Regions from separate parts of the Mus musculus genome. Here region 1 is linked to region 2. The links are chromatin contacts, called in public HiChIP or PLAC-seq maps. All regions are on one chromosome and are shown on one strand. Each heading gives the region's core, a stretch centred on a gene start, on an enhancer-like site or on the middle of the called end of the contact. The rest is flanking DNA. Distances are from core to core; before and after follow the strand shown. Region 1 has its middle 150 kb from the start of Mylk4. Region 2 has its middle 38 kb from the start of Gm40876.

The links. HiChIP or PLAC-seq counts read pairs in DNA pulled down with a chosen protein or histone mark.
Region 1: a CTCF HiChIP or PLAC-seq map of the NIH/3T3 cell line shows a contact between it and region 2, with 9 read pairs. The contact joins two enhancer-like sites. A contact is called at or near these places in 1 of 15 datasets of contacts at CTCF or cohesin (the NIH/3T3 cell line), 3 of 484 Hi-C or Micro-C datasets (the AML12 cell line, the CH12 cell line and uterus) and 2 of 115 datasets of contacts at active chromatin or transcription factors (bone marrow-derived macrophages and large pre-B cells).

Annotation. Positions count from the first base shown.
Region 1 is chr13:32,627,280-32,632,372 of GRCm38.p6, forward strand. No RefSeq gene overlaps it. Among named protein-coding and RNA genes, the nearest start is that of Mylk4, 150 kb to the right of the region's middle. Within about 2 kb of position 3,227, at least 26 of the 459 cell types and tissues checked have an H3K27ac peak or open chromatin away from gene starts, as enhancers often do. A contact at or near this core is called in the NIH/3T3 cell line, where this site is marked.
Region 2 is chr13:32,425,184-32,430,676 of GRCm38.p6, forward strand. No RefSeq gene overlaps it. Among named protein-coding and RNA genes, the nearest start is that of Gm40876, 38 kb to the right of the region's middle. Within about 2 kb of position 3,483, at least 55 of the 459 cell types and tissues checked have an H3K27ac peak or open chromatin away from gene starts, as enhancers often do. A contact at or near this core is called in the NIH/3T3 cell line, where this site is marked.

The sequences.
Region 1 (5,093 bases), core at 1,977-4,476, 200 kb after region 2:
GGGCTTCTAACTTCACAAGAACGGAGGAATTCTGGGTTTCCTGTTTGAGTGTTGTCTGGGTAGAGCCAATGATCCCTTCTGTAGTGTTTGACTGGAGTCAAGTGCTTATTGTAAAGCTCCTTCTGGCCAATCTGTCCTTTCTCTTGTCCTTTGGATGGAGAGAGCAGAGGTTTAAAGTGGTCCTGTCTTTTATTTTTTGTAGCAACAGAGTGTATAATAAATATATGCATATTTTATTTGCACTTCAGATTATTTCTCTATGATAGATTTTTCTTTTCTTTTCTTTTGAATCCCAATGGACACTTGACCCATACAAGGTCAGAGCAGAGCTCAGAAACACTTGTCTCGTCCGTGGACAATACACAACAGTCCTCATCCAGGACTTCTTCGTTCTTTCTCCTTTCCTGGGAGCATCTCAGACTTACATCATTTTCTACAACTACACAGTATCCAGAAGGGTAGGGGAAGACTTGTTCAAAAGTTGGAGTCTTCTCAGAAAGCAGAGGAGAGTACAGTGATACTCACAGCTAGTGGAAACTTTGTTTTGGTTCAAAGTTACACTGAGGTGAGCTCACTTCTTTTGTTAGAGGTGCCAGTTTGGCCAAGATCTTTGCTCATGAATCCCTCTGTCTGGAATGTATTGGAACCATCTCTGATCTCACTGGCTTCTTCCAGAAAGTTGGAGGTGACTGTAGAGAGAATCTCTTGCATAGTGTATGGAAAGTATTACCTGTCAATAATATGCTGGTGGCCTATTAAGCTAACACGGGGAATAAGAGGTGGGAGTTCCAGTAGAGAGAGAGGAACTCTGGGAGAGACTCAGGCAGGGGAAGAGATTTGCTCCACCTCTGAGGAGAGAGAGAGACACACATGATTCTGAAGAGGCATAACCAGCCATGTGGCACTCATAGAATAGAATAAATAGGATAATTAAGTTGTAGGGTAGTTGAGAATTAGATAAAGCTTGTGGCCTAGGAATTTATTCATAAATAATAAATCTTGGATCATTATTTGGGGAACTGGGGTGCAGGTGGAAAAGGCTGGAGTTACATGACAGTCTCAAAGTCAGTAAAGGACACAGGTGTCTGTGTGATTTCCTGGTTCACATCTGTGTTTGATGTCAGGTTTGTGGTCTGGTCAAGGTCAGTGATTGAATTTCTATTCATGCCAACCTCTAAACCAACTGTTAATGCCACATCATCAAAAGTCTCCTGATCAGCAGTCAATTTTACTGTGCCAATATTTGATACTGGTGGGTCACTGGTTGTATTTAGTTGGCCAGTGGTTGAGTCTAGAAGATCATCACTGGTTGAGTCTTCATCCCTGAGTAGTTCATCCCTGATTGATTCTGGAAGGTCATTGGTTTAGTCTAATGGGCTGTAATTGGTTTGATGTAGAAGATAACAAGTTGATTCTAGCAGGATCTAACAGGTCAATAATGGACTCTTCGTAGACTGGGGAAAGCCACAGGCAGGTTGCAAAAGACAGAGGACATCATGACCTTGTAAAGCATGGTTCTTCAATGAGGGTGGGGAGGCTAGTGAGCAAGTGGAAGGAATTCAGGATAGATTCTTACAAGGTTACAATGGATGTACTACTTAATTTTTTTTATTCACATTGCCTAGCAAGTTTCTAGAAAGTTCCAATGTGCAGTTTATTAGATTTCAAAGACCTCCACTACCATGGCCAGCTCTGAACATTATCAAGTGTGCAGTCTGCTTTGATTAAGGCTCACTAAAGGCCCATTTTGTTAAAGGAATTATGTAATTTGAGATCTTGAGCTTTGAAGATCACCTCTTTAATATTGTGACAGGCAAGAAGAGAAGCAATGGGGAGGTTCATGTGAACAACACATTTTTGCTTGCTTAAAGCCAGAGCTGCCTCTTGAAGAGAAGTCATCGGCTATTCTTGGATCACCTTCTGAAATAAGGCTTAATAAGAATTTATAATGAAGAGTATTTGCCATTTATAATTAGCCTGGCAGGGAGCAGGCACAGAATTGTGAAGAGAGGAGATAGGCATGGCTACTTCATCAATGAACTACTGCCTATAGGAGATAATTAGCCCCAATTCCATATTCTTATAAAGGGATTTATAAAAGGGGTAGAAAAATGACTCCAGAGAAGGCCTAACTCTCTTTTGCTCTCCTTAAGACAGGACACAAACCTTTTCTGTGTTTGAAATGCGTTCTGGATGAGGACAGAGAGATCTGCAGCAGATGACCTCTGGATGTGCTTCCAGAGCCTCAGAGGCCCTGGTGCTTAGAGACATGTTACTTTGAGAACCATGTTGCCTCCATGAGTCTACCCAAAGGGTTATTTCCCCTTCATCTCCAACTCCAGGTTGCCTCACACCACCTATACATTGTCAAAAGTAACAAACAAACAAACAAATACCAAAAAGCAACAACTCATAACAAACTTATTTTGTAAACCTAGTTGTTGTTTTAATTTTATACTTATGAATCATGGATGCTTCTATTTAAAACAAACAAACAAAAAACAAACAAACAAACAAACAAAAACAATTGGCAAACGTCCGAGTGCAAAGGCCAAATAATGGCTTTTGTGATTGGAGATTTGCAAACAGACACTAGAAAGAGCCTGCTAGTGCATAACACCAGGTTATTTGGGGCTACTTTTTCACTGAGTTAAAACAGATCCATCTGCTTCCTTTACATTACAGTTCAGTTACATGGCATTTAACAAGAGAGACTCCATTTTGGTTAGTTCTTGCCTGCTGGGTCCGGTGCAGGAACCTAGCTGAAAACAATTGGCTCTCAGAATTTTTTATTAAACACCATATTTTCCTAAGCCACGTCCAGAGCTGTAATCCAAGCCTTCCCAGCACTGGAGAGGTTGGTAGAAGACTCTGGAACAGAGGAAGTATAGTCTCAGCACTAAAAGACTTTCATGGAGTCTTCCTGGCCTCAAAGGAATGCAGGCTGAGGGGATGAAGTGTTGCTGACAGGGTCCATATTTCAGTCAGTGCATTTGCAGCTCCCATTGCCACTGGGCCTGGGTCCTAACCTCTGGCTAGCACAGGCCTCCATAGTCACACATTGTGGCTGTGTTTTCAAAGTGAGTTCACTGGTCCTGACAGGATACACATTTCCAGTCAGCACACACATGATATTATCTGTGAAGGAAAACTGTTGCTGTATGTGTCTGCCCTGATTTTGGCAGTCAGCCCTGCTGGGATAGTGCATCATCACAGACTCACTGAAGTCAGAGTTCACTCTATGAAGATATCAGGGTTTCAGCAGACCACTGATAATGAGCCATACTCCCAGAGCACCAAGGGAGTCTGTGGCTGCTGAGGAGATAGATGGTTTGGCCAGGAATCAGGACTGATCTCCCAGGAGGGGAAATGTTGCCAGGCTTCTGATGGAGAAAGATGTAGAGGCAAGACTACAAGTGTCTGGAAGTTTCTAGAAAAATCTGGTAGCTATACATAAAGTGAGAGAGTGTAGGAGGGCTAGTACAGAGCTTCTTGGAAATAGGAAGAAAATAACACATCTATGTCTTCAGTATTAACCGCTCACCGTATCACCAGCTTGTCTGGATGGTTCCCCCTGACTTTCTTGGTGTCCCATAGACTTAAATTATTTAAGAATGAGATCATCTTCCTCCAAATTGTCTTTTTTCCCCCCTAATTCTGCCAGCAGGACCATACTTCCAGACACTCGGGGCAAAGCCTTTGACTTTTCCCCTTCTTCCAGTTGAATCTGTGTCTAGTCCTCTTGGTGATCATCAATCCCCTGATGTCTCTTTTGACTTCTGAGTCATGATCTCAAAGCTATTGCTCAGAAACATGACTAAAAATAAAGTTGGTGTAAAAGAAAAGGAATTTCAGAAAGAAAAAAAAATGTAGTAAACTGGGAGATTTCTCATATTCACGCGTAGGCACCAATCGCATCCAGAACTGTACCTGCCCAGGTCTGTGGGACCCTAGTCTTTGATAAGCCAGAGAACTTGGGTCCTGCAATCTGCCTTGGCAAGTTCCTGTGCCTAGACCCTATGAACTTGTTCCTGGCATGTGCTCCTCTTCATAACTTGTATGCCCTATCTTTCTCCTGTGTCCAGAAATGCCCTGACTTGGTATCTCTGCTTTCTGATTATTTTTCACAGCCTGGATAGGCCATTATTAGTTATTCTCCCCTGTACCTATCAAAACTACAGCCACAAGCTGGCTGCATTTACAAGCTCGGATCCCAGAACCAGCTGCTATCAATCCGCAGGGACTGTGCAATTTGGGTAAAATTATTTACAATTTCAGAGCCTTCACCATCTAACCTACGAAGTTCTTAACTTAAAAAAAAAAAAAAAGAAGTATTTCTTGACTCTTATACACAATGTGCTCAAGACAGTGTCTGGCAACTAGCTGTTAATGTTCAACAAATACTCATCACTAGTGTTATAATTTTTCTTATTCTTTCATTTTAATTTTTAGTTCTTATTTGATTTCTTTAATGTGGCCATCTTGTCTACCCCACTAAATTTTATGTTCTTGAAGGAAAAATAAATAGAGATATCTTTCTATTGTGTCTTATTTTGGCTGGTACCTACTTTTAAAAAAATGGATATTTTCTTTATTTACATTTCAAATGTTATCCCCTTTTCTGGTCCCCTTTCCTGGAAACCCCCTATCTCCTCCTTCTGCTTCTATGAGGGTGTTCCCACACCCACCCACCCACTCACCCACCCACTCCTGCCTCCCCACCGTGGCATTCCCCTATAGTGGAGCATTGAGCCTTCACAGGACCAAAGGCCTCTCCTCCCATTGGTGCCTGACAAGGCCATTCTCTGTTACAAATGTGGCTGGAGCCCTGGGTCCCTCCTCATGTACTTTTGATTGGTAGTTTAGTCCCTGGGAGCTCTGTGTGTGTGGGGGGGGGGTGTATCTGGTTGGTTGATATTGTTGTTCTTTCTATAGGGTTGTGCACTGGCTGGTTTTGCATGTCAACTTGACACAAGATGGAGTTATCACAGAGAAAGGGGCTTCAGTTGAGGAAATGCCTTCATGAGATCCAGCTGTAAGGCATTTTCTCAGTTAGTGATCAAGGGGGGAGGTCCTATTGTGGGTGGTGCCAT
Region 2 (5,493 bases), core at 2,233-4,732:
TCCCACCCTCCTGTAAGCCCAGCAGGGCGAATGGCTTTCCACAGTGTGCTGGGCTATCAGGGACACCAGAGAGCATCCTTACAGGGAACCTCGGGCCTTCTCAGAAAGGGACCATATTCAGAAAGTGTGATGGTTAACTTTCATTGTTAATTTGACTGAAAATCACCTAGAAAATAGTTAGACACACCCTTGACTGTGTCTAGGAGGGTGTTTTTAGAAGGGATTTACAGAGCAGGAGAGACACGCCCTGTCTGTGGGTGGCATTATCCAATGGGCTGGAGGCCCAGATAGGATGGAAGAGGGAAAGGAGAAAGCTGCCAGAGAACCAGTACTCTCTCTGCTTCTTGATCCACGAAGACGAGAGCAAGAGCCCCACGCCTCTGCCTCTGTGGCTTCCCGGCCACGACTAACTGTGCCCCTCAGAATGTCAGCCAGAATAATTCCTGTTTCAAGTTGCTCATTGAATCTGAGTTGTGACTGTTAGCATGAGGGTGGGAGGGATTTCCAGGCAAGGTCCAGTGTTCAAGCACATTACCAAAACCTCTGGTGATGAGAAAAAAAGGAAAGACTACAGATATTTTGGCCATAAACATGTGAGTGACCTGCAAACTTCATTTCAGCCTTGGGTTCAGGTTGAATTGTCTGGATTATCATCTCTCCATTGTCCTTGCTTGTGGTACAGTGACACTCAATTCTATGACACCTTTTCGGTGAGGATAGGAAGAAGTCATTTTCCCATCCAGTTTGTTCCCACACAATCTCAAAAAGTAACAGAGTAGACAAGGCAGTCGGCAGCAACCAAACATTCTTTGGCTGAAAGTGTGTGATAGATTGGCCTATTTCACCTTACCCCCAAAGAAGGAGCCTTTGCTCTCATTTCTGGGCAAAGCAAACTCATACACATGGATTCCACAGGAGTTTCAAACCACCTAACGTCAGATTCCAGAATGTCCCCTAATGATGCTTCCTCTCTTTTATGCGTCAATCCCAGTTAGACGCGGATGGCCTCAGATAGACGTGGAAAAGAGTATGCTATTCTGAAGAGGGTTTATTTTCAAGGCAATGCATTATGAATAAGTCCCTCTTGGGCAAACATTGGTTAGCAGCCTTGGGCATCTTTGCTCAAGACAAACCAAGAAGCCTCTTTCCCAGAATTGGCACAAGGATGTGTTGGGAGTAGGTGTTTGCAAACGGGTCCACTTCGAATTCGCTCATTAGTCAGTGTTAAACGCCTTCCTACAAAAAGACAATCCTGAGCCAGCTGGCATTTAGCCCCTCGGTATTCTCATTCTGGATAGGTTCTGGGGAAGCTGGGTGCAGAAGACACAATTCTGTTTCAAGTCAGTTCTCAGTAACACACGAGGCCCCAGACAGGTCACTTCATGAACTGGGGCCTGAGGTGTTTGCAGCAGACAATCACTAAGATCCTGGTACTTGAAGCAATTTGTGAATGAGTCTTTTGAACAAGTTCACAACCCTTAGACAAATGGAACACAGGTTAGAAGTTTATTTAGTGCGGCTTTTTATGGGAAAAGCAGCTGAACTGCTAAAGTCTCCCAGTTGCCTGCTACTGTTATTTACACCATCGGGCTGTTTGGCAATAATAATCACTTGATTTGGCTCATCCCAAGGAAAATAGGTTATGGGGGGGGGTTAAATAGGTTAGAGGAAGGTTTGGGTGCAGGTCTGGAGGACTGCATCTGGTGATTGTGTTTCTGCCTCCTCCACATGCGTATCTGAGAGACCACTGTTCCAGAACACCTGGCGCTTCCTTCCATGAATATCATGTTATTCTCATTAAGCCTAAGAACATGCAACAATTATGCAGAAGTGTGCATGTGGGGAACATTCAACACGCCCCACGAGGGAATAGGTATACAAAGCTGGCTTTGAACTTGAAAACCTGAGCCAGCCAGCATGTCACAGGTGAGAACGTGTGAGTGAGGGGGCGGTGACAGTTCTGGAACCGTTCATTCACGTATCCTGAGGTACACTCGGGCAATTGTTCTCTGTTTCCGGGAGGGTGGAGGGTGTGGGTCCTTGGCAGCACGTGCCAGATGCATAATGGCAGCCAAGAAATGCCTGCTTAGCCCTCTCCTCGCCCCTGTCTCCTGCCTCATCGCTGCTTCCCTTTCTACCTGATATCCCTCCTTTCCTTGAGGGGTTCCCCTTACATCATGGCGACAAAAGTACCTGTCAGGAAAGACGTCAGGTAGGGAGGTTTGACGTCAGCGTATTCAGCCCATCATGGTGGGGAGAACATAGTGGAGTTCAGGGTTTGGGAACAGCAGGCATGGGAGCATGGAACTGCATCTATTCACATTATGGGGGAAAGAGAGCGGCTGGAGTCTGGCTAAGTTATAAACTTTTAAAGTCTCACACATAAGCCCAGCTTCCAAAAGGCCCCACTCTCCCAAAACAACACCTCTTTCTAGAAAAAGATGAACAGAAGCTCAGAGAGGACATTGCAGATCCAAACCCTAACACTCGCCTCCTTTTCTGAACATTTTCTCCTGGGTCCTTAGGTGATGAACATGAACAAGATGGAAAGAAGTAGTAGAAACATGAATGTTACAGTCACAGTCATGGAAAGCTCAGGCACCATAGTTGGCAACATCCAGTTGACATATGTACATTATTGTCCTTCAGATATGGGCCATTAGCTGGGTGGCTGGCCTTCTCTTAGGTGTGTATAAGTGTAACATTTTGACTCAGACAGTGATTGTAGAAGGAAATAGAAGGATTTGCTGGTTGGGGATAGCAATCCTTCCTATCTAGCTAGGATCTTGGACACACACACACACACACACACACACACACACACACACACAGCTCTTCATTCTCACTATAAGCCAAGCAATACACTCTGAAAACAGATAAACTCAACTCATATACAACCAATATACATACATGTCATGCCACATATACCCAACACTCCTATCCCTCAGCACACACATCCAGCCACATGCATCACAAGCCACAATATAATACCCCAAATACCCAATCCATACATACAACACACACACACACACACACACACACACACACACATACACACACACACACGGGGACAGCCAGGTTTCAGGCCCTGGAGACCTTTGCACTGACAAGAAGAATGCCTGAAATCTTTTGTGTAATTCATATGCCTCATGATCCTAAAATAAAGAAAATGGAAATCTAAACCACCCCTTACATTCAGCAATAGCTGCTGGCCACCGGACTGCTAGACACAGGCTTTAGAGTTTACAACTGTCAAACAAGGAGGGTTTCTTCATGCAACCTCTGAATGGAGAAGGTCTTTCACCACCAAATAGTCTTCTGGTCCAACCAGTAAAGAAGTGAGAAGCCATTGTGAGAATACCGACCTTTTTGACAAAGGCCAAAAACTAGTTCACGGAAATCTTTCCCCACCCCAAGGGCCAGTGTGTGTAAAGAGTTTCCATGGCAACAGTATTTTATGAGCATGACTCACTTTTCTGTTTTTCAGAGAGCCCTTCACTCTGCCCATCTCTTTTAGTACATTTCCATTTGGTGTGGTTTGGCCTGTAGCAGGATGCAGCAGTGAACTGCTTGAAGCCAGACTCCCCAACCTTGGCGTACCTGAAGACCACATGTATGGCTGTAATTGTAAACAGCTGCCCACCCACCCACAGAACAGTGTGCAAGGCCATTTTTAAAAACAGTAAAAATAGCATGCCCCAGGGGCAGCCAGTTCATTTGTTAATTCAAAAAATATTTGCCACCAAGAAGAGTTGTTCTGAACACATACCCTAGTCAGTGTTTCAAAGAAGCCTCAAATGGTTAACCTTAGCAATTAGCAACAACAACAACAACAACAACAACAACAACAACAACCCAGTGACCATATGCATATTTATTGAGCACTTACTCTGGGCCTGGTACTGATCTGAGTACTTTGAGTGCACTGACTAGGTGAATCTTCTCCTGCCTCCAGGTCACTCTGTCACATGGAGAAGACGGATGCTGGCACAGGGCTTTCCAAGGTGTCAGGAAGGCTTTGCTTGGTCAAGAGAGCTTCTCATTGTGTTTCACAATTTACATATGGATAACTTTCAGTCTTGGGGAAATGAGACCAGAAATTCTCTCTGTCTTTCTGTCTGTCTGTTTCTGTCTGTCTGTCTGTCTGTCTGTCTGTCTGTCTGTCTGTCTTTAACTACCAACCCCCTTGTTTGGTCTTGTGACAGTGTTATCCTATATACTCCAGGCTGCTATCAAACTCCAGAGCTCAAGTGAATGCCCTGCCTCAGCCTGATAAGCAGCTGGAAGTATAAGTACCTGGCTATTCTCTTTTTTAACAAACACATAATAAGCACGTATGTTTCTAAAGTACAATGTGTGTTCTACTACACATCTGTGGTGTAATGAAAAGGACAAAATCATCAATTCTGAACGAAGGTCTGAATTTGTTACCCTTTTTTTGTTGTTGTTGTTGTTGTTGCTCTGCCAAATACCTGGTAAGAAACAACTTAAGGGAGAAATGTATTCTGGTTCAGGGTTTAAAAGGACACACAGTCAGTTCACCATGGTAGGGAAGGCCTGTCTGTGACAGTAGGAACATGAGCTTGAATCAGTAAGCAAGAATTTAGGCCAGAGGCAGAGCTGGCTTACAACCCCCAAGTATAACCCTAACAGATGTATTTATGCCACACAGGCCCAGAAGCAAAAGGGTCTGCAATGTCCCAAAACCAGCACCATCAACTAACTAATCATGAAGTACTCAAACACAGGAGCCTGCGGGTAACATTTCACGTCTAAACCATAAAACAACTACTAAACAGGTAAGTTACTGTCTTGTTTTGTGTTTCATTGCTGTGAAGAGACAATATGACCATAGGCAACTTTTATAAAGGAAAATATTTAATTGAGAGTGGCTTACAGTTTCAGAGGTTTAGTCCATTATCACCATGGCAGGAAGCATGGCAGTATGCGGGCAGACATGGTGCTGGGGAAGGAGGTAAGAGTTCTATATCTTGATCCACAGGCAACAGAAGGAATCCATGTGCCACACTGTGCAGAGCTTGAGCAGAGGAGACCTTAAAGCTCACCCCCACAGTGACATACTTCCTCCAACACAGTCACACCTACTCCAACAAGGCCACACCTCCTAATAGTGCCACTCCATATGGGCCAAGCATTCAAATACAGGAGTCTATGGGGCCATACCTATTCTAACCATCATAGTTACTATGGGTCTTTTCAAGGTTGTTACTCTGTATTAAAATAGATCAATTTAGGTAGCACTTCTCAAGCTGGACCTCAGATCTATTTTTTCCACTACTGATCTTAATAATCTGATACTACAGCTGTCCCTGCGTAATGTTCTTATGGAGAAGATATTGTTCTTAACAGGTCTGCACCAACCGATTCCCTTAACACTTTTCTGGATGGTCGTATGAAATGAGGTATCTAAGCAACATTGTCCACTATTTTTGCAATGTATATTGCACCTACTCTATGTTAGACTTGGAGAAG